Regions from separate parts of the Gossypium hirsutum genome. Here region 2 is linked to region 1. The links are chromatin contacts, called in public Hi-C maps. All regions are on one chromosome and are shown on one strand. Each heading gives the region's core, a stretch centred on a gene start, on an enhancer-like site or on the middle of the called end of the contact. The rest is flanking DNA. Distances are from core to core; before and after follow the strand shown. Region 1 holds the start of LOC107933520 (abscisic acid receptor PYL9). Region 2 holds the start of LOC107933525 (eukaryotic translation initiation factor 1A).

Evidence for each region. A called contact is a pair of places that touch in the nucleus more often than the background predicts.
Region 2: a contact with region 1 is called in a Hi-C map of leaf, with 2.8 times the contacts expected there. The contact joins the promoter of LOC107933525 here to the promoter of LOC107933520 in region 1. A contact is called at or near these places in 2 of 34 Hi-C or Micro-C datasets (both in leaf).

What each region holds. Positions count from the first base shown.
Region 1 is chrA08:102,075,231-102,078,866 of Gossypium_hirsutum_v2.1, forward strand. It overlaps LOC107933520 (abscisic acid receptor PYL9), which reads left to right and starts at 1,839. Exons shown (of 4, transcript XM_016865752.2): 1 at 1,839-1,991; 2 at 2,092-2,278; 3 at 2,688-2,903; 4 at 2,978-3,432. The coding sequence starts at 2,153. The coding sequence ends at 3,196.
Region 2 is chrA08:102,671,093-102,674,522 of Gossypium_hirsutum_v2.1, forward strand. It overlaps LOC107933525 (eukaryotic translation initiation factor 1A), which reads right to left and starts at 1,325. Exons shown (of 1, transcript XM_016865758.2): 1 at 1-1,325. The coding sequence starts at 508. The coding sequence ends at 71.

The DNA of each region.
Region 1 (3,636 bases), core at 589-3,088:
CGGACTCATCATCTGACCTACCAGCATTTGCAACGAAAGAGGTCCCCTAGCTGGTGGATGTCGTAGGGAGTACATCATCCCTTCTTGTGGACGTTTCATAACATCCCCAATCAGATGTGGATTGCCAACCACTAAAAGTTGATGTCATTCCCAGTACGTATTTCCAGTATCAAACATCGACCCACCAAGGTGCATGTCCCATCCACCAACAGAGTGTCATGCAGGGGTTGTGTATTCCATACTACTACCAAACACGGGCGCTTTCGTGTTTTGCCACCCATTACAGAGTGTCAGGCATGGGTCGTGTATTCCTTTCGAACAGCAGTAGATGTTGAAGTCTCAAATGCATCATTTGGTGATGAAAATTGTACATATAACTCAAGATAGGGTGATTCACTAGCAATATGAGTTTGCACTATTGCCTCCAAGCTACGAGGACCTTTGATGTCGAATGAGTCATATCTCACGGGATCAACCGAAGCACAAAATCGATACTTAATAGACAAAACTTTCATTGGCGTCGTTCCGAAGATTTTACGCCTAATTCTTTTACGAAGTTCTGTCAAATCTATGTCCTGGTTAAAAACCAGTCGTGTTATGCTCTCCGATAAAAAAACAACGCCGTTCTTCGTGTCACGGACCTCACATCATAGTAAATAACAACACTAATACGTTCACTCATCTTCAGTTTCTATTCTACTTTAGCCTCAATTTCTCTTGCTGTAACTTATACAACCTAAGAATGAAATTTGACTTATTTATAGTCTAAGGCCATATAGGAACTACTGTAGCAAAAGAGCGTCCACATGTGAGCTTTTTTCAGTAATTTTGCTGACAGTGCATCATGCTTGAAGCATTTTGGACACCATTTGTTCAGAAACGTCTTCTCAAAATTATTTTTCCATATACTGCTATAGCAAAAGAGCGTCCACGTGGGAGTTTTTTTCAATAATTTTGCTAACAGTGCATCCTGCTTGAAGCGTTTTGGATACTATTTGTTCAGAAACATCTTATCAAAATTATTTTTTCAGATACTACTGTAGCAAAAGAATGTCCACGTGGAAGCTTTTTTTAGTAATTTTACTGATAGTGCATCCATAAACACAATAAAATCCTAAACCTTAAAACCTTAAACTCCAATTTAATTAATTAATCCTAAAACCCTAAACCCTAATTTAATTGATTTTTTAAAATTAATAGTTAATTTAATTAATTAACCATAAACCCCTTATTTAATTAACCTTAAAACCCTAACCTTAAACCCTAAAACCCCAAATCAAGCACAAAAAATCTAACCTTAAAAAAAGAGGCAAAATGCTCCCCCAAGGACGCGTTTTGCTGACACATCCCCTGACTTCGCGCTGACGTGGACGCGCTTTCGGGAAATTCAGACCTTTTCGGTAAATAATAAAAAAATTGGCCTATTTCCGTAAATACTTTTGGAAATGAGGTTTTTTTAATAAATTACCCTAATATTATAATAGTAAAATATTTAAATATTTAAATATTAATTAATTACTTTAATTTTTTAATGGTTGTGAAATATTTTTTTATAATAAGAATTATTTATTTATTTATTTCTCAAAATGGAGTTCACGTTAATTTAATTTAAAAGATTTTGATATGTCAATCAATGAAACTATCCAAGTACGAAAATAGAAAATAGCTGTCACGTTAAAAGATATTAAATGTTTGTGTATGATGCTAGATTAAGGAACATTCACGTGAATTAATTATATAATAAATTTACTAAAATTGATATAAATCTTTTTATGTTTTTTATTTCTATTTTTATGATTTTTAACATGTATTTAAATATAAAATAAGAAAAGTATCTCAAAATATTTGCTATTTTACAAAAATGGAGAGGTAACAGGGTATAGACAAGTGAAGGAAAAGAGAAAAACCTTAATTTAATTACGGAAAGTAAGAGGCTGAGCCTGGTCCCAACCAAATGCCTAAAACCTAAACCAAAAGCAAAAGGCTAAAGAGTAAGGCCCCCTTCCCTTTGTTAACATCCTCACCAAATCTCTTGCTTTTCTTCTCTCTTGCTACTCTCCTCTAATTTTTCACCTTCTGATTTGTTTACAGAGGCAAACAACACAACTCGTTTTTATCCTTATATATCAGTTTGGGACAAAAGGTAGAAGAAATGAACGGTGATGATGCTCACAGTATGATGGAATCCCAGTACATACAGAGACATCACAGGCACAACATCAGAGACGACCAGTGCACCTCTGCTCTTGTTAAACACATCAAAGCCCCTGTTCATCTCGTAAGTTCCTCAGTTTGAGACTCCTCTATAATTTCCCCCCTTTTCCCCATTTTGTTCGTTTTTCTCGCCGCCGTTTAGGCCGTTGACACGTTTTTCTTTCTACTCTCCTATGGATCTGCTGAAACCCAAATCTATTCTCTTTGGTTTGTTACCCAAAATCAAATCAAATCTGTGTTCTTGGTCGAAATTTAACCCCCCCCCCAAAAAAAAGAAAAAAGAAAAGTAAACCTACGAGTATGATGTATTATCTCTGCCTTATTCTATTTTTTTCACGGATAAAAAAGAAAAAAAAAAGAACCCAGACTATTTTAGCCAAGATTATGAATTTCTGTTAACTCGTTGGTTCGTAAAAGTCTGATTTTAACGATGGGTTTGTTGTTCTGTTTCTGTTTTCTTTAACCATGGATAGGTATGGTCATTGGTAAGGCGATTTGACCAGCCTCAAAAGTACAAGCCCTTCGTCAGCAGGTGTATAATGAAAGGGGACCTCGGGATCGGCAGTGTTAGAGAGGTCAACGTCAAGTCCGGACTTCCGGCCACCACCAGCACCGAACGGTTGGAACTTCTCGATGACGAAGAACACATTTTAGGCATCAAAATCGTCGGCGGCGACCACCGTCTCAGGGTACAAAATACTAACATTTCTTTCTTCCTTAACACTTGTTTTCTGTGTCACGGTACTCATTTTGTTGACTGCAGAATTATTCTTCGATCATGACGGTGCATCCCGAGGTAATTGAAGGAAGGCCAGGTACAATGGTGATCGAATCGTTCGTCGTGGATGTGCCGGAAGGGAACACCACGGACGAAACTTGTTACTTCGTGGAAGCTTTGATCCGATGTAACCTGAAATCGTTAGCCGATGTTTCAGAGAGGATGGCTGTGATGGATCAGACACAGCCTATCAACCGATACTAACTGAAAAAGGTGGAATTGTGATGACCAAAAAGAAAAAGACAATCTTTGGAGTTTGTGATATATGATCATCTTTCACTTTGTTATGGAACACTCTTTTAACACCTTTTGGTTCTTAGTTTAAATGCTTGTGTAAGTAGTTTATCTATGAGATATCCGAATTCATTACAAGCCTCCAAAACTACGGTCTTATTTGTAAATATTTAATATTAAGAAGAGATGGGAGAATTTTAATTCCATTTCCCATATTTGAAGCAGCAGCCAGGCCCAGCAGGATGAATTTGGAGAAACCATTTGAAGTACAGTTATGTTTTATGATGGTGTCTATTTTAAGTGGTCTCTTGTTGGGATCATTTTTGGTATTGCTGCTAGTTTTCATTTTTGGAAACTTAAAAAGTAGATATTTGTTGAGTAGAGTTCTCAGCCTATTAATTTGAGTGCAG
Region 2 (3,430 bases), core at 75-2,574, 600 kb after region 1:
GACCATACGGCAAATATCACCACCATATCTTAAAATAAATTCAAAAATGACAAAAAAGAAGAAGAGAAATTTAAATCTTATCGATGTCCTCATCCTCGAACTCGATGTAGTCATCGCCTGCACCATCATCTTCCTCATCAATGCCGCCAGCAATCCCTTCATTCAACCTGGTATTCTCGGGTAGCTCACCATAAGCTTTGAGAAGCCTAGCTTCATCGGGCATGTATTTCAAGATGACGTCAGCCTTGTCATCTTGATAATCCCTAAGGCCGACGAGGATGATGTCGCCGGCGGCGATCCAGACCTTCTTGTGCATCTTCCCCCGGATGTGGCAGAGGCGCTTGGTGCCGTCGATGCACATAGCTTCGCAGCGGCCGTTACCCAACATGCGTGAGACTTGGGCGTATTCTTGGCCATCTTCTTTGAAGATAAGCTCACGTTTCTCGTCATCGGCCTCGTTCTTTCCCCTCTTACGGTTCTTTCCTCCCTTTCCTTTGTTCTTCGGCATCTTTGGCTCTTCGCAACGATTGCTCTCCCCCCTTCTTCAGATGGAAAAGTAAACCCTAATTTTTAATTTTAATTTGAAGATTCTTCTTTTTCTTTTCTATAATTTTTGGCTTTATTCACGTTTTAGCCCCCAAACTATTCCCATTTTCCCACATTGATACCTAAATTTTTATTGATCCCATATCGATACCTCAACTTTACTTCTGTTAATATTTCCACTACAAATGCCAAACGGCGTTTTAAAAAAATTAGGTACCCAATCAGATTTAGACACGTATTTTTTGGGTTTTGTTAAATAAATTTTTTAAACAACAAATAAAAAAAGAAATTATTTAATTTTATATTTTTTACCATTACTTGTTCTTCTGCCCTTTTCTCTCTAGAACCAAAATGCTCTGCCCTCTCTCTAAAACTAGAACCCAGGTTGCCAGGTTCGGTGCTGGCCGCCGCGCCTACTGCCATGCTGGCCACTGTCGCCGGTGGCCTACGAAGCCCCAAGCTTTACTCGAAGTTCGTTTTTTCATGGTCTTTCTAAATCTGAAATCGGTTTCATCAAAATAAAATTTGCAAGCTAACTTTCTCCGATCTCCCTCTTCCACCGTCGGATCAACCAAATTTTCATATTTTTATTTTATTTAAGGTTATGTATATATTTAATAAAAATTATACTATTTATAATAGAAAAACAAGTGCCGCAATCTGATTGGGTTTCGATTTTTTTAACGCGGTTTGACATTTTGGATTGAAAATGTTAACAGAAGCAAAGTTGAAGTGTCAATATGAAAAATAGGTATAATTTAAGGGCTAAAACATGAATAAAGCTTTAATTTTTCCTCTTCTTTCTCGATAAATAATATTTAGAATGCCTCTATTTCTTTTCTTTTACTTTGCCCAACCTATTTTTTAATTTTTATCTTTGTTTATATTTAGTTAAAAACTTCTACTCTTCATAAAATTAAAATTTAATCTTATAATTTTATTTTTAGAATTTAATTTTTCTATTTTTCAAATTTCAAAATCTAGGTTCAACTATTAACGCTATTTAAATTATTTTTGTTAAATTCAAGTCTATTACGATGTTATTTTTTTAGTTACTTTATTATCAAGTGAATATTTTTTTTATTTTAAAATGTCACACCAACAAATTTAACAAAAATATTAACAACATTAACGATTGGACCTTAATTTCAAATTTTAAAAAATAAAAAACTAAATTTCAATAAATAAAAATATAGGAATTTAATTCTAAATTTGTAAATAGTATAACAACCTATAACATATTTTAATCTTCTATTTATAATAGAGAAGCCGTTCACTTGCAAAATTTACCAACTAAATTATTTTTACTTTTTACTTTTATATGTCAAGTTGTCCATTTAAAAAATGGGTAAGTCTTTGAACAAAAGTTTCAGGTTAAAGTTTATGTTATAGGATTAGAACTTTAGTCTAACAAACCATACTGTTTTAGGCAATAACTTTGTTTCAATTTTGCTTAAGTTAGCCTAACTCTTGAAAAGTGAGAATTCACAAATAAATTAACAAAAGCAAACTCTCAAGCAAAGAAACAACAAATGAATAGAAAATGACATAAGAAAGCAAATGCACACCAAATGTATTTGATTACTCTTCAATAGGATGACTACAAATGATGAGGAAGACCTCTATTTATAGTTGAGCTCCTTAGATCCAATGATACAATTTAAATTACATCAACGACTAAGATTAATGTCTATCTACAATATAAAAATTTTAAGGGATTTAAACACTATACAACCTTATCCCTTTAGAATTACAATATTTACATTGTTAACCTTAATTTACTAGAGTGTTTTACTAGGCCACCAAGGCTTCAAAGTAAATGGGCATCCCTTTATGTTTTACGAATCAGACCAGTCCAAAATGGGTTAAATGAGCTCAAATTGATCAGTTGACCTCATTAGGTGATTTTGTGTCCATTAGTCACGAGCTTTGATTTGTTGCCCGTGACATTCTCCTCAACCCATTCTTGCGAAGCCCTTGTCACGTGCTCGAAAAAATGCTGGTTAAACTCATCTCAGAACTGCCACAATGCCTCAACTGATTCCCAACTAGTCACTTTGTTAGGTAGTTCCCTACCTTGAGACATTCGCCTCGGCTTATATCTAACTCACATTGTTTTTCCCCCTTATACATCTTGGTCGAAGAGTCCACTCTTACTTACCCTTGTTGTGACCTCAATTGAGATCCCCTTGATGCTCACATAAAGGCTTTGGCATGTCCACATTAAACATTAGGTTAACCTTAAATATTGTTGCTAATTCTAGTTTATAAGACACTTGACTTATCTGCTTCTAAACTCTGAAAAGGCCTTTGTGCCATTGCTAAATCAATGGTAAGCGCTAATGTAAAAAACTAGAAAATTGTTTGAGATGTACCTTGCTAATCACATTTACTTGATTTAACTATCCAATTTGCATTACTTCTTTGCCCACAATGTTTGATGCAAAACATCAGTGGTAGCCCCATTGACAACTCAACAGCTTTTAAAATTACACAATGTGTAAATGTTAAGAGTTAATTTTTTTTAAATTAAGGCTAAATTAATACAATATATAAATGTTAAGGGTTAAAGCTATTATTATGTCAATTTTAAAAGCTATCACATCATCTTTCTATTAACTATTTAACAACTGGTGGCAAAAAAAAAATTTATTGAATACTATTTTGTAACTTTTTATGGTTAAGTTACTAAAAAATAAACTTATCGATAGTTGGGTGACCACAAGTATAGTTTACCCAAAAACATAAAACATTTTTCAAATATAAGTAGCACATTAAAGAAGATGTCAAGCTTAGGTGTCAAATGATATATTAAGCCTTTAAAAATATAAGTCTAATTATTAACATTATTCATTAAATTCACAAGTGCAATATTTTGAAAAAA